Linked DNA regions of Macaca fascicularis: region 2 is linked to region 1. Evidence: chromatin contacts called from public Hi-C data. All regions are on one chromosome and are shown on one strand. The core of a region is the stretch at or near the end of the contact, and the rest is flanking DNA. Distances in the headings are between cores, read along the strand shown. Region 1 holds the start of FGGY (FGGY carbohydrate kinase domain containing). Region 2 holds the start of JUN (Jun proto-oncogene, AP-1 transcription factor subunit).

The links. Hi-C and Micro-C count contacts between places; a contact is called where the count stands out from the background.
Region 2: a Hi-C map of liver shows a contact between it and region 1, with 3 times the contacts expected there. The contact joins the promoter of JUN here to the promoter of FGGY in region 1. A contact is called at or near these places in 2 of 2 Hi-C or Micro-C datasets (liver and skeletal muscle).

What each region holds. Positions count from the first base shown.
Region 1 is chr1:175,394,252-175,396,923 of T2T-MFA8v1.1, reverse strand. FGGY (FGGY carbohydrate kinase domain containing) reads left to right here and starts at 1,296. Exons shown (of 15, transcript XM_074005618.1): 1 at 1,296-1,432. LOC123568599 (a long non-coding RNA gene) reads right to left here and starts at 1,224. Exons shown (of 3, transcript XR_012419594.1): 1 at 1,049-1,224.
Region 2 is chr1:175,918,128-175,920,799 of T2T-MFA8v1.1, reverse strand. It overlaps JUN (Jun proto-oncogene, AP-1 transcription factor subunit), which reads right to left and starts at 1,376. Exons shown (of 1, transcript XM_005543232.4): 1 at 1-1,376. The coding sequence starts at 398.

The DNA of each region.
Region 1 (2,672 bases), core at 47-2,546:
GCAGCAAATCCACTTATTCAAGTCTAGCCAAGATGAGACCCCCTTGCCACAGTGCATGAAACCAGCATATTTCACTTATTCCGTTCTTGGGGTATGTTGAAGCAGATCTGGAAGCAATGTCTTCTGTGTATTAAGCATCTAACACTTTACAAAGCATTTTCATATGTCTTACCACACTTATTCTTCATAATGCTCTGAAAAGGTAAGATGAATACATCTTAATATCATTATTCCTATTGAACCCTTGATTCACACAGCTGCTGAGTAACAGATTCCAACGAGTCTACAGCTAGGTCTTTGGATATGTTGCTGGTAATGAAAAGGTGAACAATCATGGTGCAGAAGAAAGAAAATGAGCCAAACGAGGATCCCTGGTAGAGTTGCAGTGCAAAGACTGGGGCTAATTGTGTGGCCTCAGCCTCACTGGGCTGTTCTCACCTGTAAGACCAAGATAAGAGCACTCATTTACTTCTGGGGTTGTTGTGAAGATAGCAGACAATCTTACTGCACCTGCCACTTAAGATCAGTTCAGTGAAATTATTATCTTTCACAGGTGTGTCTTTGGAAAATCACTTCCCCTTCCTGGATCTCAGTTTCCTTTTCTAGGAAAACGACATGTTTGGACTCAGCGACTGCTAAACTTGTCTCCCCAATCTCGAGCTCCCTCAGCCTGGGATCGTGCCTTTTATGAAAATAGCTCGGATTGGAGCTCAGGTTGGAATTCTCCCTTTGATTGCTTCCTAGCTGTGTGTCCTAGTAAGAGCTAAAAATTTCGGATTCCCCACATCTGTAGAACAGGGATACATAACATGTAGATTATTAGAAAGGGAAGGCATGTGAGAATTAAGTGAGTTGGGTGTCCAGTACCCAGTAAATTGTAAAACTTCTCAAAGGCAGGGACCCATCTGTTTTGCATATTTACAGAATGTCATACGTTGAAGTACGGGGCTTGGCCACGGGGTTAGAACATTTCTGCAAAGAGTAAGGAACCAGACACAAAGCAAGCAATCAAGAATTGTAACCATGCAATATTCTTATTATTGCTTACACTCGCCTACAATAGTCCTGGTGTTTAGTAAACTAACACAGACACCCATCCGGGGCTGCGGAGAGTCCGCCTGGGTGAGCTCCGCAAGGTGAGACCCCAGAGCTGGGAACTCGCAGCCTGAGCAGTCGCAGCCTAGCCGGTCTTGGGTCCGCGCTCCTCGCGCCCTGCCCGGCTCTGCCCGCGGAGGTGCCGGCCAATCCCACGACCGGTTCAAAGGGCCAATCAGGCCGCGCTTTACAGGGGCCGCGCCTGACGCGGCGGGGCCGTGCGCGAGGCGGTGCTGCAGCCGCCCCCGGGACCGCCCTGCCCAGGCGCCGTGGGGCTCGGTGCGGCTACGTGCGGAATCTCTCTAGCTAAAATGTAATTTCAGATTGGACAAGTACTGTAAGTGACCCGCCTCTCAGTCCCACGTGGGCGCCGGGGGCTTTTGCTGGCGCGCAGGCTCTCAGCGCGCACGCCCAGAAAGAGGCTTCTCCAGCCCGGCCCTTCCCTCCCTTTTGCCGCAGTAGTTGCCTCCTTTTGCCCTTTCTCCTCCTCCCCTTTCTCCTCCTCCCCTATCCTCCTCCTCTGGCCGCTTAGTCTCACACCCGCCGGGCCGTTGCTCCCGAGACGTTGTTGAGTCCCCTGTGTCCTCTTCTGGGTGAGGCGTCCGGCCACTCAAGGGAAGGGAAGGGAAGGGTCGGCCTTGACTGTATCCAAGGCTGCCCGTTAGGTGTCTGGAACCCGGGCTGCTTCCTCTCCGATCAGTGCCCATTTGACTATATTCAGTTCTCTTTCTCTCCTCCGCTTACCCTTGTAGGACATTTTCCCAGCATTTGAGGAGCCCTTAATTCACGTCTGGCTACCGAAGGCATTTTTAGGCTAGTGTTACTTGTAGCTTTAAACGCTTCCAGCACTTGTGATAATGTTTGAGGCACAGATGAGTTTAGATGAGATAATGCTGTTTGTTTACAGTTGTCCTGAGTAGGAAGGCCTAGGGATATCTTTCCATTTTTATCCGTTTCCTTTTTATTTGAAGATTGACAAGGAGCCGGGCGCGGTGGCTCACGCCTGTAATCCCAGCACTTTGGGAGGGCCAGACGGGCGGATCACGAGATCAGGAGAATCGAGACCATCCTGGCTAACACGGTGAAACCCCGTCTCTGCTAAAAATACAAAAAATTAGCTGGGCGTGGTGGTGGGCGCCTTTAGTCCCAGCTACTCGGGAGGCTGAGGCTGGAGAATGGCGTGAACCCAGGAGGCTGAGCTTGCAGTGAGCTGAGATCGCGCCACTGCACTCCAGCCTGGGGGACAGAGCTAGACTCCGCCTCAAAAAAAAATAAAAAAAAAATAAAAAAAAAAGATTGATAAGGTGCAAAATGGTGAATTTCCCTCATCTTGGGCTGTTTTCCACTAAAGCACTTCTGTGTCTTAACACAAAATCTTCCCTGAAGAGTCAGTCATGACGTGACCAAAGTCTGAAAAGCAGTTATCCTTAGATTAAATTTTAAAGTATGAGACCAGGAGGGGTGAGGTGCTTATTCTTTTGAATTGTAAATCATAAAGAAGGGAGAGTCTTTTATGTTGTGGCTGTTATTTAAATGGTAGAGTTTTGCTTTGTATAGTTTTTGCTTGCTTTTCCTCT
Region 2 (2,672 bases), core at 127-2,626, 520 kb before region 1:
GCTGACGTGACGCTGGGCAGCGTGTTCTGGCTGTGCAGTTCGGCCAGGGCGCGCACGAAGCCCTCGGCGAAGCCCTCCTGCTCGTCTGTCACGTTCTTGGGGCACAGGAACTGGGTGGGGGTCGGCGTGGTGGTGATGTGCCCGTTGCTGGACTGGATTATCAGGCGCTCCAGCTCGGGCGACGCCAGCTTGAGCAGCCCCACGTCGGGCGAGGTGAGGAGGTCCGAGTTCTTGGCGCGGAGGTGCGGCTTCAGGCTCCCCACTGGGTCGGCCAGGTTCAGGGTCATGCTCTGTTTCAGGATCTTGGGGTTACTGTAGCCATAAGCTCCGCTCTCGGACGGGAGGAACGAGGCGTTGAGGGCATCATCATAGAAGGTCGTTTCCATCTTTGCAGTCATAGAACAGTCCGTCACTTCACGTGAGGTTAGTTTGGGCTGCGTGCTGAAGTTTCGGGGCCGCAACAGCGCTCTGGCAAGCGGGGGACACCCGTGCCCCCCGGGGCCTTTGGCAGGGAAAGTTTCTCTAAGAGCGCGCGCACCCGCTGGTTGTCGTCCCCGCTGCGCCCTCCTCACCAGCTCGCTCCAGGGAGCGCAGGGTTAATTAAGATGCCTCCCGCACTCTTACTTGTCGACTCGCGCGCGCGCTACCCGGCTTTGAAAAGTCGCGGTCACTCACTGAGCGCTCTTCGGGCGCCGCCGTTCCTTGGAGTCCGCGGGCGAACTCGCTTCCCAGAGCAGCGGCTCTCCCGGCGGCGCGGATCAGTGCCGACCCGCAGAGGCCGACCAGCGGCGGGTCTCGGCCGCCCAGACTCCGACGACTTGTCCCCTCCTCCGCTGCGAGGGGGAGGGGGCGCCCGGCAGCCGCGGCTCGCGCTCGCCCAAGTTCAGCAACCGGTGCGAGCGAAGCTGAGCGCACGTCCTTCTTCTTTTGCGTGGCTGTCCGCCGCCTCCTGGTCTTTACCGCCGCCGAATAGCCTAAGACGCAGGAAAGGCTTGCAAAAGTTCGCTCCGGGACTCTGGGCCAGTTGTCTCCGGCCCTCCGGGCCGAGAAAGTTCTTTGCTGCTGCAGTCGCTCGCCGACTTCCCCCGGCGGGCGCGTGGGTACCGCTGCTCGCCACCGCTGTCAACAGCGCCTGGGCAGCAGGGCTCTCCTCCTGGGGGCGGCTGGAGACCAGGCTCTCTGGGCACTCCTCGTAACACCAGCCCGGGAGCCACAGGCGCTAGCTCTGGGCAGTTGGAGAGAAGGTGGAAAAGAAAATAAGATTTGCAGTTCGGACTATACTGCCGTCCTGGCTGGCTGGTTGTGTCTGTCTGCCTGCCTGAGTCCGCGCACCTCCACTCCCGCCTCGCTGCTTCAGCCACACTCAGTGCAACTCTGAGCCCTTATCCAGCTCGAGCTCAACACTTATCTGCTACCAGTCAACCCCTAAAAATAGCCCATGATGTCACCCCAAGGCCTTCCCATTGGCTCGCGTCGCTCTCAGGGGGGCGGGCCCGCCCGTCACCATGGAGACTCCACCCTAGAAGATTCTTCTCTGGGCCCGCGGAGGCTCACGGGATGAGGTAATGCTCCGCTGCCCTCCTACAGTCGGGCCCTTCTTTCTCCTACCCTCCCCCCTGCCGCACGCCTCTCGGCCCTCTCTTCCCCGGTCCCCTCCCCGGGCCGTTTTTCCCGGCCCGCCCGGTGCATTGTGGGCTGACGTCTTGGGGTTTGACTGTCTAGTGACGGTGGCTGCCGCGAGCGGGCGGACGCTCGCAACATCTGACGGAGGGGGCTCAAGTTCACGGCTGCGGACTGGGATGCAGGGGATGCGGGGACCCGGGAGGCCAGGGAACCCGGCCAGTTGTTTTGGGTCAAGGGTGCGGGCGAGGGGTGGTTGTGTTTCCCCACTTGTGGGGCTCGAAGTCATCCACCGGCGTCCGCCACCGCGCGGGGCGGGAGGCTGAGAGTCCAGGTCCGCCGCCCCCCCGCACTTCCGGGGGGCGGGAGCGCCGCCCTTAAGGTGGCTCTGTGAAGTCCCAGTTGGGGGCGAGCCTAAGGGGGCTTAAGTTTGGGGGCGGTCTCCCGAGAGTCGGCCCCCCACGTTGAGAAACGCTGCGAAGTTTGCATCTCGGTCAAGTTCAGGAGCGATGGTCCGCGGGGTTGTCTGGCTGCTCTTAGAAGCTGAGAGATTTGTATTGCCCAAAACTGGACGCTCAGCTGAGTCTCCGTTGCACCCCACTTCATCCTCCGGGACCGTGGGGGAAAGGGCGCGGGGGATCACAGCTTTGCCTCCGAGGGGCAGTTTTTATAGTGGGCGCAATTAGTGGGTAACAGGGTCCAGATGGGAACAAGCGTGTAGGCGATCCGAAACTCGGGGAACCCCGGTGTTAGTCTACTCCCCTTCCCGCCCCCGGACAACACACACACGCTTAACACAACACGCACAACATGCGCGCGCGCGCACACACACACACACACACGCACACACTCTCCACCCGCGCCGAGTTGCTTCCGGGAAAACAAGCTCAGAAGGCGGGGGACACTCGCATAAAGTAACGCAGTAGAACTCAGGAGCCCGGGGTAGAACCTGGACTTCAAATCTCCACCTTCCCGGCCGGGTGGTGGGCCCATATCCTGAGTAGCCTCTAGGAAGCGCTAGACACATGTAAGTGGTTCCTTTTCCGCGGTTG